Regions from separate parts of the Mus musculus genome. Here regions 2, 3, 4 and 5 are each linked to region 1. The links are chromatin contacts, called in public promoter capture Hi-C and targeted proximity ligation maps. All regions are on one chromosome and are shown on one strand. The core of a region is the stretch at or near the end of the contact, and the rest is flanking DNA. Distances in the headings are between cores, read along the strand shown.

Evidence for each region. Promoter capture Hi-C pulls out the DNA fragments that hold promoters and counts their contacts.
Region 2: a targeted proximity ligation map of pancreatic cancer cells shows a contact between it and region 1. A contact is called at or near these places in 2 of 39 promoter capture datasets (pre-B cells and stem cell-derived epiblast-like cells), 3 of 130 datasets of targeted methods (bone marrow-derived macrophages, memory CD8 T cells and pancreatic cancer cells) and 1 of 9 other capture datasets (adipose tissue).
Region 3: a promoter capture Hi-C map of second pharyngeal arch cranial neural crest shows a contact between it and region 1. A contact is called at or near these places in 7 of 39 promoter capture datasets (the 3T3-L1 cell line, the C10 cell line, the HPC-7 cell line and 4 more), 1 of 484 Hi-C or Micro-C datasets (brown adipocytes), 7 of 130 datasets of targeted methods (the NIH/3T3 cell line, astrocytes, bone marrow-derived macrophages and 2 more) and 3 of 9 other capture datasets (adipose tissue, embryonic stem cells and macrophages).
Region 4: a targeted proximity ligation map of memory CD8 T cells shows a contact between it and region 1, with 64 read pairs. A contact is called at or near these places in 4 of 39 promoter capture datasets (the C10 cell line, erythroid cells, hippocampal neurons and 1 more), 7 of 484 Hi-C or Micro-C datasets (B cells, CD4 T cells, CD4 single positive thymocytes and 4 more), 23 of 130 datasets of targeted methods (the 230-238 cell line, the NIH/3T3 cell line, T-cell acute lymphoblastic leukemia and 14 more) and 4 of 9 other capture datasets (adipose tissue, embryonic stem cells, liver and 1 more).
Region 5: a contact with region 1 is called in a targeted proximity ligation map of pancreatic cancer cells. A contact is called at or near these places in 3 of 130 datasets of targeted methods (bone marrow-derived macrophages, memory CD8 T cells and pancreatic cancer cells).

What each region holds. Positions count from the first base shown.
Region 1 is chr19:4,754,019-4,758,055 of GRCm38.p6, forward strand. It overlaps Rbm4b (RNA binding motif protein 4B), which reads left to right and starts at 2,507. Exons shown (of 4, transcript NM_025717.3): 1 at 2,507-2,643; 2 at 3,228-3,651. The coding sequence starts at 3,240. The region is part of intron 2 of Gm21992 (predicted gene 21992); the gene reads right to left.
Region 2 is chr19:5,097,037-5,101,360 of GRCm38.p6, forward strand. It overlaps Cnih2 (cornichon family AMPA receptor auxiliary protein 2), which reads right to left and starts at 1,485. Exons shown (of 6, transcript NM_009920.4): 1 at 1,147-1,485. The coding sequence starts at 1,227. It overlaps Rab1b (RAB1B, member RAS oncogene family), which reads right to left. Exons shown (of 6, transcript NM_029576.3): 5 at 3,631-3,762; 6 at 2,171-3,536. The coding sequence ends at 3,342.
Region 3 is chr19:4,453,704-4,457,745 of GRCm38.p6, forward strand. It overlaps Syt12 (synaptotagmin XII), which reads right to left. Exons shown (of 8, transcript NM_134164.5): 4 at 2,792-3,184; 5 at 62-277. Among named protein-coding and RNA genes, the nearest start is that of Rhod, 16 kb to the left of the region's middle.
Region 4 is chr19:5,022,093-5,026,175 of GRCm38.p6, forward strand. Slc29a2 (solute carrier family 29 (nucleoside transporters), member 2) reads left to right here and starts at 1,914. Exons shown (of 12, transcript NM_007854.3): 1 at 1,914-2,185; 2 at 2,419-2,500; 3 at 3,936-4,083. The coding sequence starts at 2,157.
Region 5 is chr19:4,280,709-4,284,996 of GRCm38.p6, forward strand. It overlaps Ankrd13d (ankyrin repeat domain 13 family, member D), which reads right to left and starts at 2,429. Exons shown (of 15, transcript NM_026720.2): 1 at 2,173-2,429; 2 at 1,461-1,596; 3 at 1,210-1,334; 4 at 455-500; 5 at 229-372; 6 at 1-18. The coding sequence starts at 2,262.

The DNA.
Region 1 (4,037 bases), core at 1,257-3,756:
TGCTAGGTATGAAACCGAGAGCTTTGTGGTTGTTAGATTAATGCTTTACTATTGAGCTGAACCCACAGACCATTTTCACAGTTTATCACGAATTACTTATATGACTCATTGTATCTCTATTGTATGGCACTGTTCAAACTGGACCACAGATCTAAGAGTGAAAGGTAATAGGAATGGAAGAGAATAGACTATCTACATGAGCTGTGGTAGGAGAGGGTATCTTAAAGAGAACATAAAAGAGAAAGCTTTAGGAAACAATAATTTGGTTACATTAAAAATATTTCCCTCAAAAAACAAAGCTATTAGTGTAATGACAAGATATCTGAACCAAGTAGAAATAGCTACAATATGAGGAAAACTCGACAGCTCAACCCAAAGGCTGAGACCTAAAATCCAGACAGAAGACGGAAAGCAGGAAATGTACATTCGCACAAATGATAAGAACAAGGTATTTTGAAATTCATTAGAAACAAGACAAAAACAAACTACGTCGAGTTGTGAATAAAACTTTACACCTTTTCAACTGACAAAAATTAGAAAAGTTACTACCAGACCTTGGTAATGACAGGAAAAACAGAACAGACAAACATAGTGCCTCTGTGTTCCAAGTGGAGGATATTCTAGCAGGGCTTTTTTCTTTTTTTCTTTTTTTCTGGGAACTTGGTACTACTTACACATGTTAGGGTTTGGTTTGGTTTGGTTGTCTTGGGGTATGGGGTTTTGTTTTGTCTGTTTGTTTGAGACATTGCTTCTCTCTGTAGCCCTTAGTGTTCTGGAAGTTGCTCTTAGACCAGGCTGGCCTCCAACTCACAGAGCCGCCTGAATGTGCTCATCACCACCCAACTCACATAATAAAAAACGATAAAACTGGAGGCTAGAAATGATATCACACACCTGTAATTAACCAGCACTTGGGAGGCTGAGGTAGGAGTGTGAGTTCAAGGCTAGTCTGGATTACACAGCCAGTTCTTGGACAGCCTTGACTACACAGAAAAGCCATGTCTAAAAGAGGCAGGGAGGGAGAAAGGGGGTGAAATGAAATTGTATAGAAAAATGGGAACTGGGCTGGTGAGATGGCTCAGTGGGTAAGAGCACCGGACTGCTCTTCCGAAGGTCAGGAGTTCAAATCTCAGCAACCACATGGTGGCTCATAACCATCCATAGCGAGATCTGACTCTCTCTTCTGAAGTGTCTGAGGACAGCTACAGTGTACTTACATATAATAAATAAATAAATAAATCTTAAAAAAGAAAAAAATGGGAACTGTTAGTAGAGCATTAGTTGTGGAGCCCCCACAAATTTGGGAAGAGATCCCAAAATACAATGTACAAGGTTAGGTGATAGCAGATCCCGAGGAGGTTCCAGGACAGCCAAGACTGCCAGAAAACCCCATCTCGAAAAACAAACCAAAAAAAATTAATTTTAAAAATGTGTAATTACAATTAGACAATGCCTTCTGAAATGAGTGGGAAACATGGATTTGGTAAAGAAATGTTTCCAAGTAGCTTGGGTGCAGGAAGTCAACTCGGGGAACTGATCTCTATACTATTGGAGGAGCTGGTGTTGGAACTACCACAATGGGGAATTGTTTTGACAACAATGGGGATGGTCTAACAACCATCCCGGTGCCTCTTCTAGGAGATGAATTCAATCCCTCAATGTCTGTAAGCCCGCTGCTTTGTGATAGTGATCCACCAAGCTGGTACCCTGCTTGCCACCAGGAGGTGCCCTTGGACCGCAACAGAGAGTCTGGAGCCTGACAATTGCCTGTGCCTCAGGCAGCTTGGGACGGATGCGGAACCCTTGTCACTCATTCCCCAAACCTGGATTCTCCCTGGACCTCTGGACAACGTATTCCTTGGTAATGCTCACCACATTTCAGGAACCAGGATAGACAGATACTACGAGGGAAAGCCAGCCCACGTATATTCATGAATAAACATGACAAAGTATAGTTTGGATAGAGAAATGCCTCCCTCAGACCTAACCTAGTTCTAACCCAGATTATCTTTCTACTCCACTCTCAGTCTCAGCTTCTTCACCAATGAACAACACTATTGCAGTGAAAATTAAATTGTTTTACGGGAATTCTTACCCCTTCCTACCCAAACAAGGGAGAGATTAGGTTAAGATGTGGTAGTGCCTGGGTTTCTGAAGTATCGCTCTCAGCAGCCAGAGGTTGAGAAAACCCCCTTCTAGCGGGCCCAGTGACACAACCCTTTGTCATCAGCCCCCTCGACAGTGCGCCCAATACCACGATCCATTGTGATGCTTAGAGACTCCCCCGGGCCTTACGGTTTTGCCAAGGCAATGGTTGCTTCCTGAGCCCCCTTGACGCGCAAGCCGCGACCCACTCCCAAGGCGGTGATTGGCTAGCCCGGGCTGGGGGCGGGCTGACCTTCGCTCCGCAGTGCCGTCACCACATGACCCCGCCCCCGCACGGGGGGCGGACAGTTGTGTGCGGCCGCAGGATTGGTCGCCCCGCTCCTGCGAGGGGGAGGGGAGGCAGGCAGCGCGCACTCGCGCGTGCGTGAGCTGGCGCGCGAGAAAGCGCCCGGTCGCGCCGAGGCTCGAGCGGCCGTCGCCATTTTGTAGGGTTCTCTCTGACGCGGGACCCGCCGCCACCGCCGGCACCACCCGGAGGTAGGAGAGGATGCTGTGGGTGTGTGGGAAGCCCTGGAGCGGACTGGGCCGGACCTCGGAGGGCCGGGAAGGCTCGGGTTTGGGGCCACTCATCTTCTGAGGAAGGTCCCGGGAAGACAAGGAAAGGAGGCGGGGCCGGGTCTCCGGAGGGGGCGGGGCAGGGGTCGGGCCGAGTCTTTGTTGGGATGTTGCAGCGGAGGTTGGGCCGCTGAGGATAGGGGTCCAGTGTTGGGTGAAAGAGGGCTTTCGTTCTTGGAGTATGGTGGGAGGGGATACCGCGCTGTGGAGAGGTACACAGATTTCCCTCCAAAAACCCGTAACTAGGGACATTCAGATACTTCATGCCTTCCACTTGTCTTTCATCCCTGTGCTAAACCGTGAAGGAGCTAACCTTGTAGAGTCAATGTGCCTGACCTCACGGATATATATCTTAGACCTTGTTGTGCATTCTGACCCCCGACCTTCTGTTGGCATTGTCACACAGCAGTTCCTCTCTCAAAAAGAACTGTGAGGGTCGGGGTGTGCTGTAGTGTCAGTTTCTCACTTCACACCTGACTTTTAAAATCTTGTTTCTTCTCTGCCAGGCTCTTGTCAGGATGGTGAAGCTGTTCATTGGAAATCTGCCCCGGGAGGCCACAGAGCAGGAGATCCGCTCACTCTTCGAGCAGTACGGGAAGGTGCTGGAATGTGACATCATTAAGAATTATGGCTTTGTGCACATAGAGGACAAGACGGCCGCTGAGGATGCCATACGCAACCTGCACCACTACAAGCTGCACGGAGTGAACATCAATGTGGAAGCCAGCAAGAATAAGAGCAAAGCTTCAACCAAGTTACACGTGGGCAACATCAGCCCCACTTGTACCAACCAAGAGCTTCGGGCCAAGTTTGAGGAGTACGGCCCAGTCATCGAATGTGACATCGTGAAAGATTATGCCTTTGTACACATGGAGCGGGCAGAGGATGCGGTGGAGGCCATCAGGGGCCTCGACAACACAGAGTTTCAAGGTGAACTGTTCTGGGGATTGGGTGGCAGACCTTCGTGGAGTCTCTAGCTCAAGGCAGAGGGAAGAACACAAGACCACAGGGCTTCAAGAGTGGCTTCTGCCATTCTTTTAAATGCAAAGAACAGGTTATGTTTACTACTCTTAGCATAATTCACTCTGGGGAAGTAAGCCTTCCCCATTGTATTCGCCAAGCTCCTTCTCCACAACTGCATGGGCTCCTGCCTGCCTGCCTTTGGTCTTCATTCACTTGAGTACTGTCACAAGTCTTAAGTTGCCTAGGCAGAGAAGTAGTTAGGTAGTGTGAGAAGGGCTAGAGGTTAGGACTTTGTTGCTGGTTTGTGGTGGACCCAGAAGCCTTTGAGAGTTTTTACCCTCTGCTGCTTTCGA
Region 2 (4,324 bases), core at 235-2,734, 340 kb after region 1:
TAGATCAAGACTGGAGCAAAGTGAGGGGTTGGGCTGGAGATGGTGTGTGTCTGGAGATGCCTGTGGGGGCTCAGGATCTAGTACCTGTCAAAGAGGAAGGAGGGGAGGACAAAGGAAGAGACAGGGTGCTTTCTGGGAGGCAGCAAGTCCCAGAAAGACACAAGAAATGGAGAGCAAGAAAGGTAAAGCAAGAGGGGACGGAGGCACGCTGGATGCAGTCAGATAAGAGAACACTTAAAAGAGGATTAGACCAGGAGATGTGCATGCTAGTAGCTACAACAGAGAGACAGGCCTGTATGGGACCCGTTTGAGTGCATTGGAGGAGGGGCAGCTGGAAGGAGCCGGCAGAGACCTCAACAGTAAGCCAGAGGCTCACAGTTCTAGAGAGGAGAAAGAACCAGGTAGAGGAGGCCCTTGGGAAAGCCCAGGAGAGAACTAGGTACAAGAACCCTCTCCAATGGGAAACCATTTGAGATGAGACAAGAGACATTCTGAAGAGTGAGGTGTGAGGCTAGGCCAGGGTGAGGGCAGACCAGGAGTGAGGGACATGAAAGACAAAAGGCACGTATGTGAAGGAATCAGAAGGAAGCTGGAGAGTCAGAGTGAGACCAGGTGGGAGCTAGGTTTCTTGAGCTGCTTCGAACCTATCCCACTTGGGTCAGAGGGGTCCAGGAGGGGACAGGGTTAATGGGTTCTAAGATATGCGGGTCTTGTAAACAGATGCAGTTGCCATAGCAACCATCTCCATCATTCTGGTTGGAAAAACCCACAAAGGAGAGGGGTTCAGCGGGGGGGCTGGGGGGGCACACAGACAAACTGCCCGATGGACAGACGGGGGTGGATGGATGAGAATATAGAAGGATCAAGAATTCCGCCCCTGCCCAATGACTGGATGAAGCAAGGAGAGGGTCAGGACCTACTGACATACCCACAGACAGGCGGGGGCGGTGAAGGAAGGGGGGGGCTGCCCCGGGGGAAGGAAGCCAACGACAAGGGGGTGTTGGGGGGTGCGAACAGAAACCATGGGGGCTAGTGGAAAAGACCTTTCAAGTTTCCCCGGAGCACTGATACCATCAGCCCCAGCCCCCTCCTGCTCCATAAGCCCACTTGCCCCCCACCCCGCCCCCAGTCCAAGCCCAGTCTTACGTGCCAGATGACAAAGAAGATGAGGGAGGCGCACAGCACCAGGGTGAGCATGTAGCAGAATGCTGCGAAGGTGAACGCCATGGCCCCCGCGCCGGGCGGTGGCCCGGGGGGCGCCAGCGCGGGGTCTGGGCGCAAGGGGACGCCCCCCGGCCCACACTTAGGGCCGGACGGGCATGGCCCACCGGACTCTAGGGACACGGACAGCGCGTCCGGGACCAGGGCCACGAGGCCGTGGGGGACGCGGGGCGCGGGCCGTGGGGCTCGGGGGGCGCGTCCGCTGCCGGCTGCCCGGGCCCCGATCGCTCATCCTGCGATCCCTCGCCCGCGGCTCCCTCGCTCTCCAGCCCGCGAAGCCGGCGGGGCGGAGCCGGGGGCGGGGCCGCCGTGCAGCGGCCTCGGGCGGGGCTGAGACTCAGAGCGCCCCTCCGCCAGCCTCATCAGCCCAGCACAGCCACTCACCCCAATGAGCCCAGTGTTTGTGCACCTCCAGAACATGCAGACCTGGAAGCCCGTTCCTGGTACAACTTTCGGACAACTAAGCCCACTATAGCCACATTCTGTACTCCCGTCTCCACAGAGTGCTGGCTCAGGGGGATACAACTGAGGTCCTAATGTAAAGCAGCGCTTGTCAAAGCTCAGGATAGCTGGCATCTGGCTTCAAGCCACAAGAGGGGACTAAAGTCGGGGACTGGAGGAGGGGAAGACTAAATGCAGGGGGACCAACGCCTGCTCCTTGCTTCTAACTTCATGCCTTGAACGCCTGTCCCAGTGGATGTTGGTGGCTCACCTGACGGCCTCCTGCCAGCCTCCCTCTGACAGATTCATGCTGGGCCCTTGGGGACATCCCATAGCCGCACAGCAGGCTTTCCCAGCCCCAGTATGTGGGTCAAGGGCTTTTACCAGCAAGCTTAAGATACAGTCCAAGCCAGGACCCCCCATGCATCACACCAAACTCTGGACTCCAGTTCCACCCAGCAACTCAAAGCTGACTCTGACCATAGACCACACTCAGTCACCACCGCTTCCTTGCAAAAACCCTTGGCTTATCCAAGGGCCAGTGGAAATTTATTTTTTCATCCTTTTCCATCTTCCCCCAAGTGGCTTTTCCTTGCAAGATGCCTGATGTGACATCAGAGGGGAACCTGGGAGAAGAGGCTCCCTCCCAGAGGGGCAGCCCAGGGACTTAAATACACACTGGAGGGGGAGGACAGGTTGTAGGGTGAGACTGGCAAGAGACAGCACAAAGGACATGGCTTCTTAGGTAAAGACCAAAGGTTTTCTACAGGAAGCTGTGCCAGAGGGTGGGGGCCAGGATTCTGAGTTGGGAGGGGGAAGAGCCCCACAACCCCAAGCTGCACCCACATTCCCCAGAGAAGCAGGTCTGGCCCTGTCAGGCTCTGAGGAATGGAGGAAGAACAAGCCAGATGTGCTGCCTCGGAAAAGGGAGGTGGTGCTGGCAGAGTGAGGGTTAAGGCTGGTGCCCGGCCTTTGGCAAGGTGGGCCTTCCGCCTCCGCTTTCCTCAGGGACAAAGGGGCTCGGTGGGCAGGCAGCACATGGGCCTGGCTCAGGCAGGGCAGGGGGAGGCAGGAGCAGGCTCCCTCCCGGCTTGAGACACAGGCCCCGCAGCCATCCGCCCACCTACCCTAGATGTGCTCAAGACCTAACCGCAGCTGGACGGCTCAAGCTGTGTGGGAGCGATGGAGTGAGGCAGAGATGAGGAAAAGGTGGCTATGGGGCTCTCGCAGCCCTGGCACCTGTCCTGAGGTCCGATGCAGGACCCTGGATCTGAGGCCCTGGATCCCCTGGCTACTGCCTGCACCCAGGGGCAGCAGAGGCAGGGAGGCCCTTGCTATTGGGAAGAAAGGAAAGAGAAACCCAGTGCAGCATACATGGGGGTGAGTGACAGACAGCGGAGCCCTCATTCCAAAGAAAGGTGCGTGGTGGGCATCTTTTCAAGGTACCCAGAGGCAGCAGCGGAGCTGTCCCTGTGACCACCCCAGCCACAGGCTCTGCATGTCCTCCACGGGGGCCCTGACAGGACTGGGACTCAGAGCAGAAGGCAGATGGGCCAGAGGAAGATGGGGAGCCCAGGACACCCCAAAGCTACAGACTCAAATGCCCTAGGAGAGGGAGGCACTTCCTGCCCGCTCCAGGGGCATCATCTGGACAAGGTGCCCTCCCCCAAGTGCCCCTCCTAGCAGCAGCCACCGCTAGCAGGCTTCACAGGGGTGCTGTCGATCTTCAGGTTGGGCCGTTCACCCCCAGACGCTGCTCCTGGCCCCATCCGCTTTTTGATCTCTGCAGCCATTGTCATGAATGCCTGCTCAACATTGGTGGCATTCTTGGCACTTGTCTCGAGGAAGGGGACACCCAGAGAGTCTGCAAATTCCTGCGAAGGGAAGAAGAGAGAGAGGGGAGCAGGGAGAGAAGGGGTGAAGGCATGTGGGCCCCAGACCCCTGACAGCCAGGGCAGGCCTGCTCACCTTGGCCGTGGTGTTGTCCACGACCTTCTTGGTGGTGAGGTCACTCTTGTTGCCTACCAGGAGTTTATTGACATTCTCACTGGCGTAGCGATCTATCTCCTGCAGCCACTGTTTCACGTTGGCGTAGGACTCCTAGGCACAGTGTCCAAAGTTACTGCACACCCACACCCAGGTCAACCCAGGTCTAGAGAACAGGACTCCTTTGAAAGGCAGGCCCCGAGCACGGGGATTCTGACAAAGTCTCTCCCCCACCCCAAGCCCAGGTTTAGCTTTCCCCTGGTTCTCTCCCATGCGGAAACCTGAAAACCAGAAGCAGAGTGGAGTAGTGCCTGCCAGTGGCCATCACCTCAACAGCCGCCTGCACCTACAGTCATTGCTGCTTCCTGCAGTTCTTTCTCCCTAACCCTCTCCTGGGAAGCCAAGGACATCAGAAGAAAGGCAGGTGACACCAGGCATGACTGATGCAGGAAGATCACAGGTTTGAGACCAGCCTAGGGTCTCAATGAGACCCTCTCAATGAGACCTTCTCAAAATAAAAGGAAAAGGGGGGCTTGGAGAGATGGCCCAGTGGTTAAGAGCACTGGTTCAACTCCCAGTACCCACAAGGCAGCTTACAACTGTCTGTAGCTCCAATTCCAGGGGATCTGACACCCTCACAGACACACATGAAGGCAAAACCACCAATGCATATAAA
Region 3 (4,042 bases), core at 323-2,822, 300 kb before region 1:
CCAGGCAGTGGGTGAGGGTACTTTCTCCCCGGGGGAACCAGCAGGCAAAAGTAGGCGATACCTTATTCTGGTCCTGCAAGTATAGCCAGCCACTGAAGGGCTGCAGCGGGAGATCCAGAACGGACAGCTTCAGCTCCACCACGCCGGTGCTCACATTCCGCTCATCCTCGTCGATACCAAACACAGAAAATCTAAGGCTCTTCTCCTCCAGGGCTGTGGGATCCAGGGGGACAGAGAACTTCTCATCGAAGAAGATGGAATAGGCATTCCTCTGGATCTACAGAGAGAAGGGGCCGTGGAGGGGCTTCCTGGTACCACCATCTCAGTTCTACGTCCTTTTTTTTGGTGGCTCAGTATTGAAGGTTTGTTTGTTTAATTTTGTTTTTCTTTTCGGACTGGATCTCACATAGGTCAGGATGAACTCCTGACCTTCCTGCCACTAAGTGCATAAGGCTAGGGTTACAAGCATGGGTCTCCATACTGCACTAACTGCAGAAGGCTAGGGTTACAAGCATGAGCCTCCATACTGCACTAGCTTCACTGCACTAACTGCAGAAGGCTAGGGTTACAAGCAGGAGTCTCCATACTGCACTAACTGCAGAAGGCTAGGGTTACAAGCATGAGCCTCCATACTGCACTAGCTTCACTGCACTAACTGCAGAAGGCTAGGGTTACAAGCATCAGCCTCCATACTGCACCTCCCTGCTCTTTTCCTTTTCCAAGACAGGGTCTCACTGGGTAGCCCTGCCTTCCCTGGAACTCATTTGTAGACCAGACTGGCTTCGAACTCACAGAGACCTCCTCCTTTTTTTTTTTTTTTTTTTTTTTTTTAGCCAGGGTCTTACTATGCAGCTCTGGCTGGTCTGGAACGTACTATTTTGCACAGACTTTTGTCTTGAATTTAACCATCTTCCTGCCTCAGCCTCCAGAGCTGCAGTATGAGTCTACCATGCCTGGCAGTCCTGGGAGGTTTTGGTTGTTGGTGGTGTTTGATTGGGTTTTGGTTGCTTTGAGACAGGATCCCACATAGGCCTAAATGACCCTAAATCCATTATGTAGCCAAGGACAGCCCTGAGTTCCTTATCTTGCTGCCTCTATGTCCCAAAGGTTGAGGTTACTGTGAAGGTTTAAACATCCCCAATATCCCCTTCTTGCTTGTAGTCAACCCATTGCCTGGCCTTAGAAGCTTCCATAATGGACTCCTAGTCATCTCCATCCTCACATGATGCTGTGACAGACCCACTCTCCTTCTCTCCTGTCTGCTGACTCAGCAGAGCCTTGGGGGCAGGCAGGCAGTAGGAGCTAGACAATCTTCTGTAAACAGCCATGAATGCCACAGTGCCCTGTAGATCCTGGCGAAGCCTTCCTGATTGTCACAGGATGGATGGATGAGTGGACAGATAGACAGATGAATGGAGTGACTAGGCAGGGCTGGGCACGCTTCATCCCCCAGCTTTTAGATGTCATTGGCCTCCTCCCAGGAAGCTGTGGGCTCCTCAGGGAGCTACATGGGAGGCTCTGCTTGCCCTTCCGTGGGGGGCCGCCTGAGTCACTGCGCGGTGGTATTTAGAGAGCGGCTCTCATCCCTGGCACATTCTCTGAAGCTGAGGGGGTTGCTTGGCCTGGAGGCAACACCCCATCCCCACAGTTAGACTGTTAGGCTGCAACGTCATGAAGCCTGCCATCCTGGGAACAGACTCTACTTAGCTTCTAGCCACTTTGATCTCACCTAGTGCTGCCAGGCTCTGGGAAGGTTCTCCCTGCAGCAACTGCATCCTTCAAACAAATATGGAACCGTGTTGTTCACACAGTGGTCTGACTCAGAGCAAGCTTCTGTCCAGCAATGTCCCTCCTCAAAGGACATATCCTGAGTCACCCAAAATCCTCCCCATGGCTCAGGCTAAGAGCAACATAATGCATGTCAGACCTGACAGCGGCTCTTCGTTATGTTCCTACGTGCTTCACCCGTCTCCGTTTCAGAGGCAGTCCTTCGTCCTCTGGGACAAATACTTCCCCTCCCCTTGTTTTCTCCCCTTCTCCCTCAGTCTCTGTCTCCTGTATTTGCCTCTTATTCCCTGCTCTCTGCCAGATAAACGGGCAAATAAATCTTTGTGCTGAGAACTTGATCTTGAGGGTCCTGGTCTAATACAGAGCCTAACAGTCAAGGGCCACGCCAGCATGCTCCCTTAGTCACCAGCTTCCAGCAGGGTGAGCCACCAGGGTCACCAGAAGAAAAGAGAGATCATGTGCTTATCTTCCAAAGCCTGTCTCAGTTTCTCTGAGGGGCTGACCACACCTTCCCACAACAGAACACAGCCCTTCCTAAAAAGGTGGCCCTTTCATTTGGGGTCCAGAAACTCACTTTCCTCTCATGCTTTTTTCGGTCTCCGGGGTGGGCCTCCCTTTTTGTGAACAAATTCATGTAGCCATACGGACACTGAGGCTACCTACCCCTCCTCCTCCATCCACTCCAAAGCAGATAAGGCTGTTAGTGAGCTCTCTCCCAGATCAACCAAATGAGCAGCCCATCTTTCTTCCTGCCAAGACTCCATGTTAACAGATGTGGAGGTGGACACTGTCCTTGAGTGATAGGAAGATTGAAATCTATACACAGCGGGAACACAAAGCTGGTTCTAGGCATAGCCATCCTACTCTGAATCCACATTCTGATCTGCTCTCCAGCGCCCCCTGTCATCTTGTCTGGTACTGCAAATCTGCCCACTAGCCCAGACATCAGCTTCCCAGGAGAGCTTCAGGGAGCCCAGTGCACCTCTGTCCCCGCCCCACTTACCCGGGAGATGCCCACGATCTGTTCGTCTGGCAGCAGACTGACACGCATGAAGCAGGACTCGAAGGTGGCCTCCTCGCGCTCCAGGAGGTCTTTGCCTTGTAGTACTGCCACGTGGAGGGTGTGGGAGGCTCCATCATAGTCCATGCTCACCTCCACCTGGCCCAGGGTGAAATCCTGCCCAAAGGTGTTGCTCACAGAGGAGATGGAATTCAGAGAGTCAGCCGACTGTGACTTTCGGAGAGTACCATAGGGGGCTAAGTCCAGTTCCCGGCCCATCAGCTCCAGGGGTCCCAGCTCACTGATGCTTTCAAAGGTGTCTTCTATACTAAGGCTGCCTTTGCGGCTGGGTGGTCCCCGAGTAGTGGTCCGCTGGTCATTCCAAGGAGGGACCCGCTGAGGGTGAACAAAAGGGACAGGGAAGCATCATATGGGGCTGAGGCACCATCGCTAGGTGACAGCAAGGAGATTGATGCTGGTTACTCTGTTCAAGATACCCCAGGCTCTCCTTTCACAAAACCATCAGAGGGACCAGCACTTAAGGACATTGTTTCTCTTTCTCTTCCGCAAACAGGAACTTGCTACTGTATCCCAGGCTGCGGAGGAACTCGTGCTCCCCCATCTTTAACTCCACGAATGCTGGGATTACAGTCACGCACCAACTACATCTAGCTTAGTTTTCTCCCCTTAACCAGAATGGAAAAAGGCATTGTCTCATACTGCTTATTATTGTAACAAAACTCCTTACATAAAAATGTCAACTGCAATGACACCTATAAAAAGGAAAAGCTGCTCGATATGGAGGAACACGCTTATAATCCTGTAAAAACCATAAATGCTCCCCCCCCCCAGCCACTTAGTTCCCAACAGCAACAACTCTGAGACTAATTATTATTCAATTGGTTCATTCCCTCACTAGCTTGTAACTTATTTAGCCATTCAAACTAGTCTATGCCTAGCACTCGGTTACTTCTCTTCAGTCCTGGCCAGCCTCTTTCTTAGCATCTCCTCAGAGTCTCCCTCAGATCTCCCAGCATTTCTCTTTCAGGCACCTCAGTGTGTCCTCATCTCGTTTTTCCTCTCGTCCCATGTGACTCTCTTCCTGTCTCTCTTTTATCTCTTACTATTTTCAAGAATCCTCTCTCTTCCTGCCAATGTCCCAGCTCCTATTGGTTGCCTTGGCTCATGGGCCATTGGGTTTTTACTGACAGGTGGTGCTTATAAGAGATCCATTCTGTGGACTCCCAAAAACTG
Region 4 (4,083 bases), core at 664-3,163, 270 kb after region 1:
AAGAGTCTGCTTTTGGTGCCCCTGCCGTGTGTTTAAAACTGGTTTTATAAAGAGGGGCTAAGCTTGTGACTGCTTCATGTGTCTGAGCACTAACCAATCACATACTTATTATTTTATTACTAAGTGTTTTCCTTTCTTGCCTCCCTTAGGATGTCACTGTGCCATCAAAAATTGTCCTGCCTGGGTTCTGTTATGCACAGCATTTCGCCACAAAGTAGAAGCAAAATATTGGTTAATTACAGATCCCCAGTCAGGCTGAGCTGAGAATCTGAGGTAAAATCCAACTCCTCCCAGCCAAAGGGATCTATTAGTATGTCCCATAGTGTGCCAGCACTCTCCTGTCCCCGGTCCTGGTACAGGCCGTTCCTTCTCTGAAACGCCTCATCCCCTTCCATCCCAGCCCAAGACAACAGACTGCTCCCCAGACCCTCATCTCCATCTTCAAGATGGTGCCAGGGCAACATCCCACCCCCTGTCCCACTTTGACTCACTCTCCTATCACTGTCAAGTAGGAAACAGGTCAGTAATAGTTATTAGAATAAGCATTCGAAAAATGCAAGTGACTAACTGTGTGTAGGTAAAACTGTCGAGAGATGCTCAAGGCAGAGGGGATGAAGAGGCCTTGAAAACCTGTTAGAACTGAACTCAAGACTGTCCCTCTTGGCATAATGGAAGTCTGGAAAGAAAACTTAAAGAGTAACTGTCTTTCCCAGTGTAATCCATTGCTGTCTTTTCCCTAACGTCACCAGCTAGGGTTAGATGCAGCCCAGGGGTAAGAGTGTTTGCCTCGCATGCACAGGGCTCTGAGTTCAGTTCCCAGTACCACACAGTCATCTGCAGTCCACCATGATCTAAGGAACCACCTTCGATGAGCCAAGCCTGGTGGCTAGATTCCGGGAACAGGACAGAACAGGGATAGTAACAGCATGGTCTGGCTGATACATAGGAAAAACATTCTAAAAAACTATATTCTTTAGAAGACACACATTTATATAACCTTGTATATATATACTTTTATATATTCATATTTATTTGTATTTATTACTTAGAAGCACGTGTGCCACTGTGCTTGTGTGGAGGTTAGGGAACAATTTGCTGGAGTCGCTTCAGTTTTTCTAACATATGGGTCCTGGGCGTGGCCTCGGGGCATCAGGCTTGGCAGCAAACGCTCTCACCAGTCCACATAAATATATTTCTTTTTCTTTTTTTTTTTTTTTTTTTCGTTTTTTTGAGACAGGGTTTCTCTGTATAGTCCTGAATATATCCTGGAACTCACTCTGTGGACCAGACTGGCCTCGGACTCAGAAATCCGCCTGCCTCTGCCTCCCAAATGCTGGGATTAAAGGCGTGCGCCACCACGCCTAGTGAAAATTAGGTTTTTAAGCACTCCTGAGGGTGGCAGTGGCGACTACAGGGGAGGGGGCCGAACGTCACCTGGGCCACGATTCCCTCCAGAGCCTTTGTTCAATCCTCCTTGTTGGACCCAGGTACCGTAGGAGGGCCTATCTGTCCGTCTTCCACATATGTTGGGGATTTTCGTTTGCAAAAGTGCCTCGACCTCTGGGGGAACTCCCTCGGAGCACCGCGCTGGGACCTTCTGCGACAATTGATGACACTGGCTTCTTCCTTCTGGTCGGACTTACTTCCTAATCTGCTTAGAGCTTAGAGGGCTCCAAACCTTAGAACACGCCAAGAGGAAGAACCTCCCAGCTAGATCGACTGTGCCCAACAACCACCGGACCCCTTCCCTCCTGCGCAGTCCTTATCCCTTCCCCAGAGATTCCGGACCCGTGCCTAAGGAGAAGACGGGTGCGAGGCGAAGGGACGGCGGTGAGACACAGCTTCAGGCGCGGAAGCAAGCTAGAAGGCGGAACCTAATACCCTAAAGGCACAGCCACCAGCGAGGCGGAGTCTGGAGAGCGGGCGTCCGGGGGAGGGGAGCAATGGCTCTTTGTTCCCGCCCTGGAGGCGGAGCCGAGGTCCGAGCCTGCAAAACGTGGTCCGCAGTGTAACCCAACCCCGACCCTCCGCTACGGCGCTCCGACCTTGGGATTCCTGGACACCGACCAGCGTCGCTCTCCTTCGGCCTCCCAGCCCTGCGTAGGCGCAGGTGCAGCCGCCTTCTGTGGGCCTGGTGCAATAGGACTGCGGCAACCATGGCGCGGGGAAACGCCCCTCGGGACAGGTGAGGTGGGAACCCATGTGCTGCGTACCGTGGCCCAGGTGGCCACGAGCCTTTGAATTCCCGCTCGTCTTGATGCTCCTGGGCTCAAAGACGAACGGGACTACAATTCCCATCAGCCGATTCCCTTAGCTGCTTGAGCCAGGGTGATGGGGATTGTAGTCCGTTCTACTGAGGGGCGGCTAGGGCGGCCCAGGCGTACGTCCTCGGGGTGACCTTCTGATTGATCCCCACAGCTACCACCTGGTTGGGATCAGCTTCTTCATTCTGGGACTGGGCACCCTTCTCCCCTGGAACTTCTTCATTACCGCCATCCCGGTGAGACCCGCGGCCGCTGGGCAACCTCATGGCCACAAACCAACATCCCTCCAGCCGTCTTGAACTGAGCCACTTTCCTCACCAGGCCACTTACTACAGCTCAGCCTGTCAGGGACAGCACCAAGCCTCATAGAGGGAACCGCCTCTCCCCTGGCTAGGCAAACTTTTAGGAAGGTACAGATCTCAGAGGTGCAGGGCCATCCACGTAGGGAGTCTGACCAGCAAAGGAGTTTCCATCCCATGCCCTTTGTCGTTATTTTTGGCCAGTCACTCCAAAGTGTCTTTTTTCCAAGCCTTTGGCTTTCTTTGCAATGACATGAGTTACAGTCATTCAACTAATAATTAATGAGCAACTACTGTAGACAGATGTGGAGGAAGGCCCGATTCCCCAAAGCATGCATTCTTTTATAGAAAGGCAGAAATCTATAGCTTGTTTTCTCCTTTTTGTTTTATTGTTGTTGTTGTTTTCGTTTTTTTCGAGACAGGGTTTCTCTGTGTAGCCCTGGCTGTCCTAGAACTCACTCTGTAGACCAGGCTGGCCTCGAACTCAGAGATCTGCCTGCCTCTGCCTTCTGAGTGCTGGGATTAAAGGCGTGCATCACCACTGCCTAACTTTTGTGTTTTCTTTAGAATAGGGTTATTCAAACATATTCAGTGGGTTAACTTCCCAGGTGTCTGTGGAGTGCTGGCATCGGTGCTGGACCCTGATACCCAAAGATGGATCAGCTACTGAATCTGAGAGACACAGAGCCAGGGCTATTAATAATGAAACAAGACACGTGCCAGGCCATTCCACCCTGAAGCAGAGAGCTATAAAGGTTCTCAAAAGAAATTTCTTCTGCTTCATAGAAAAGATTTGTAAATTAGGAACTGAGCAGACAAAGGGTGGAAGCAAAGCGCATCCTATTTAGAGAAAGATCTGGAGCCTGCAGCTTACCAGAATGGAAGGATGCTAAACCGTGAGGTCTGCCTTGCAGGCAGGGTACGCATAAGAGTGCTGGGCTCTGTGTGCCCGAGAAAACGGATTGGCTTAGTTCCCAAGCTAAGGCCTCGCATACAGTAGATGTTCAATAAGTACCCATGGAATGAATAAGGGTTGAGGTGGTTATAGCAGGGGAATGGAGGCTAGGTCCAGGACACTGAAAAGGAGATGGAACCCAGAGATGCAGCAAGACCTTGGGCTCAGGCGCAGCAGTTAGCCATCTTTAATCCCAGCACTCTGGAGGCAGAGGCAGGCAGATTTCTGAGTTCAAGGCCAGCCTGGTCTACAAAGTGAGTTCCAGGACAGCCAGGGCTATACAGAGAAACCCTGTCTCGAAAAAAAAAAACAAACAAAGACAGCCCCACAGATGTTAACCAAACAAAGATGCTCAATTGACAAGTGTGGGGGGGTGCTTTCTGACCTTACACTGTCTACACCGTCTCTGTGTGGCAGTACTTCCAGGGGCGGTTAGCAGGGACCAACAGCAGTGCTGAGACCATGGGCACCAACCACACCAGTCCCACAGACACTTTCAACTTCAACAACTGGGTGACACTGCTGTCCCAGCTGCCTCTACTGCTCTTCACGCTCCTCAACTCCT
Region 5 (4,288 bases), core at 1,179-3,678, 470 kb before region 1:
TCACCAAGGCTCCCGCCTCTGTCAGCCGCAGGGGTGTCACAGGAGGAGGCCATATTAGTGCCAGGTCCTACCAGTGAGCTCTCCTCAGCCAACTGTTGCTAAGTAGATAAACCCCCAGGCCCTGGATCCCCTCCACCCTCAGCTTCGGTCTCCACGTTCAGAGAGCACAGAGAGAGAAGGACACATGCTTAAAAGCCACCAGGGAATCTGAGGTGACAGACAGCTCACCCTGACCCCTGAAGATGAAGCTCCTTCGGCCACGCTGCCAGGTCATGTGCTCAAAGCCCAAGAGACTAGTGTCCACCCGCAGACTCTCACCCCGCTTCCACACACGGTACACATCGCTCGGGCACATCTTGGACACAAGAGGTACTGAAAGAAGTCTCAGAGTCATTGGGAATCTCCCCCCAAATGGCCCACTCCAAGTCTCTGCGGTCAACTGAGCCCCACTCACCCCAGCTAGTGAACTCCCATTTCATTTCCACGTAGAAATCAGGGGCCTAAGAAAAACCAGAGCTGCCTGTTAGGAGCCATGGCCTGGTGCCACAGCCAAGTAGGCCTTGGGCCTCACAACTACTCTTTGGGAGCCCACAAATTCTGATGCACTGCTGTGGCCCAGCTATACTCCCACTCCAAACAAACCATGCCAAGGAGAGAGCCCAAGTAGGCCCTAAAATGATCTACACATATAAAAGTTATAAGCATTGGGGGCCTAGAGCTAGTTTTGACATGGGCCATAGCCCACTGTGGGGCCCTACGAGGTCCTCTGTCTTTTCTGTGTCTGAGTCCTTTATCTGTAAAGAGAACACAATGATCCTTCCAGACCTTCCCACATGTGAGGAGCACAACTGTGCCTCTGTCCTTTGTGTGCTTCGGATGCACAGGACTAGGCACTCCAGGGTCCAGGCCATCTCTACCCAGTCACCTTTCTGGAAATTTACATTCTCTAGGTGACCCAAGGCCTACCATTCTATCCAAGAGATTCCTGGTATCAGGGACCCTTAGTGCTGGTGAATGTCTTCCTTGCAAAAGACCCAGTCTCATCTGCATGGGCCTGGGATCCCATATTTCTTACATGACCCTTGGCAGAGGTTGAGACACAGATGGTGGGAAAGCGTCTCGCACAACCTAGATACTCCTCCAAGGCCAGGCTTATCACAGGAAGACGGAGCGCCTGTTATACCCCACTTCTTTACTCTATGGTAATACCTGACGGAGTTTGTTGAGCAGTTCTGGAATGCCAGCCAACCTCTGTGTGGCCCTCTGGAAGTCCCGATACTGGAGTACCAACTGTACCATCTCAGGGTCTCCAGTGCTGACTGCCTCCTGCAGGACTGGAGATGAGCAACTGCTGGGGTAGCCCTCTTAGCGCCCCCAGGCACGGTTACTTACTCCCCCTGCCCCCCATTCACCAACCTGGAAGCTAGTCTCAAGGGAGGACCCTCTGCCCTGCACAGTACCTGCCCAGCCCTGGTGGCTCTCTTTGCCCACGTTGGCATTATGTCGGAGGAGGACTCTCACAGACTCCAAGTTCCCCAAGGTCACAGCAAGCTCCAGGGGGGTTCGCCCTTGGGGGTCCTCCTGCTCAATGTCGTGCTAAGGGAGATGGGTCACTCAATACAAGGCAAGAGAGGGCCAAAGCAAGGAGGTCACTGGATTGAAAAGGGCTGGAGTTACTATGGGTAACCAGGTCAGTGAGAAGATAAGAGTGTGGCCTATGTGGACTGGAAAGTGTCGGGGTAAAGGGGACAGTAAGGGCCAGTGGGAAGGAACTGCTCATTTCTTCTGCCCTCTGCTATCCAGAGTTGAGGGCCTGGTGGTGGAGTCTAGCAAGACAGATTCAGGCTAGGGATGCTGAGAGTTTAGACCAGCTTGAGGGCTAGAACACGGTTCTTGTCCTCATTCTAGCTCAGAGGTGATGAGGGTGAATCCTGAGCTTAACGCAATACGAAGGGGGCAGATAGCAGAGCAAGGCCCAACCAAGGGAGATGCGCTAAACAAATGCTCAAGCTCGAGGGCAGGTGACCAGGGATTTGGAAAGAGCTGGACCTAAGGAGTCAGGATGCAGCTGCGGAGCACAGCAGGGGCGGTGAGCTGCGGAGTAGATTCCGTACTTTGGCACCGGGGCTTGGGGAGGAAACCAACCGAATCGGATCCCCTTCAGGGCCTCACCTTGCGGCTGTGCAGTGCGGCCTCCAGTTCGCGGTGCCGGTTCGCCCAGACTAGCCGGTGCAGCGGGAAGGTGGGGCCCAGGCCGGCCATGCTGGGCTTCAGCACCGCATCCCGAGCGAAAGGCCCAGCCCTTCTTGGCCTGCGCCTGGCACGTCCCCTGCTCCTCCGCTCTGAGCCGCACCTCAGCCGCACCCGCTGCAGCCCCGCGGACCCCTGCTAGAAGCCGCCGCAGCAAGAGCGAAGGCGGCAGGGAGGGCGGGGCGGGGATCTGGGGGCGGGGCTACATGGAGTTAGGGCGTGGCGTCGGGCTTCGCACACCCTCGCCTCCCGTAGCTACGGCAACCACTGCAGGCCTGCGCGCTGGGGGCGGGCGGAGTGTGTGTGGGGTGCTGTCCAGTCTCCAGGGCAACCACATGCGCCCCAGGAACAGCCGGAACTTCATTTTGAAGCGCCATGGTCGGTGGGGTTGTTCCGGAGGGCGGGGCATAGCTGCAGCTCCACCCGTGCCCGCAGGGGGCGCCCCAGGCCCTGGGCAAATCTCTTAGTGGTCAGAAAGGTGAGGGAGGAGGGAACGGAAGGGGAGTGGGGTAGGCTCGGTGGCACTGGGATTGGGCCAGGGTCTGTTGTTCTTGCAGCCCCCCCCGCCCCCACCCCCCCCCACCCCCGCTGACAATGTGTCCTTCTGTCTAGCCCACTCCTGAGTTCCATCAGCACCGACTTGTCTTTTATAGGCGGGTGGGATGGGAAATCTTGACCTCATCCCTGCCAGCACAGGCGCTTAGCTTCTGGAGATGGGCACCCCGCAGCAACCCCTAATGCTGACCAGTCAAAGCTTTCTTTCCCGAGGATCTGTCTGGCCTTGATGCCTGGAAGACAGCAAGGAATCAGGAACAGGAATATTGTTGGGGTTGGGGGACATAAGCTCAGCTTCCTGGCTGGGTGATCGGCCAGGGTGCACGCTACCACCACAGGAGTCCATTTTGCAGAGGCTGCATTTTACTGCCAACAGGGAAGGAAGGAGAATTTCGAAACAAGGCTGGCACTTCCACTCACACAGGATCTAGGGTTCAAGCAGCCAGCCAGCTTAGTTGGGACCCTTGGTTATCTTCAGTCCTACCATGGGTTCTCTGATCCTGGTCTTGCTGGGTGGCGAGGGGGTAAACCAGACTTTCCAAAACTGACTCTGGTCTGTTTCTCTATTTTTAAATCTTACATTCATTTTTGTGTGGGGGTGCTCATGAGTGTGGAGGTGAAAAACCAACTTTTGAGAGTTGGTTCTCTCCCATCCTTTAACTCAGGTTGTCAGGTTTGGCAGCAAACACCTTCATCGGATGGCTCCACCTCCCTATCTGTTAAACTTAGTGTGATGGAGAAAGGCCATCTAACTGAGGTTCCCTTCCTGCCCAAGGATGTCCTCATCTCTTCAGCCTGATTGCCACCTTTCTCCCTGCGATCGGGTGGTTTATAGCAGTCCGGGATCTAGGCTACCCACCGTGTGTGCTGTGGTCAGGTCATCTACGATGTCTGGACTTTGGGAGGAACTCAAGGCCCTGAGCTTCTAAAGGTCCAGAGCTCTGCAGTTAGGTCCTGCTGGTCTCTGCTTCTGTCAGAGACTTCCTCCTCAGCATCGTCACCCTGGCCCTGGACGGCCTAGGACTTGCTGCAGTCTTGAGCATCTCTCCGCCAGTCTTTACTGCTCTGACATCGACCCTTCTTTCCACATGGACCTCCCTCTCCTAGCTGACAGCTTGTCCACTCCCATCTGATATCACTTCCAGGACACCTCTGGTCTTAGGTATTCCATGCTGCCATATTAGGGTGTCAGAAGCCAAGTCCAAACGCCTTTCTCTCTTCCTTCCAGGCCAGCTGTGCTCTGAGCTATCATCACCTCTTTTTTGTTGTTTTGTCTTTTGAGACAGGGTCTCACTAACTAGCCCAGACTGTCCAGGAACTCTCTCTCTGAGGACCAGACTAGACCCAAACTCACAAAAGTGCTGGGATTAAATGTGTGCTCTGCCATGTTCAGCTCCACCTTACCTCTTGACCAACAACATGGCCTCCCTCACACGCTCCCTCAGTGTGGCCTGGCTTACTACACTGTTCCATTTTTTCCTCT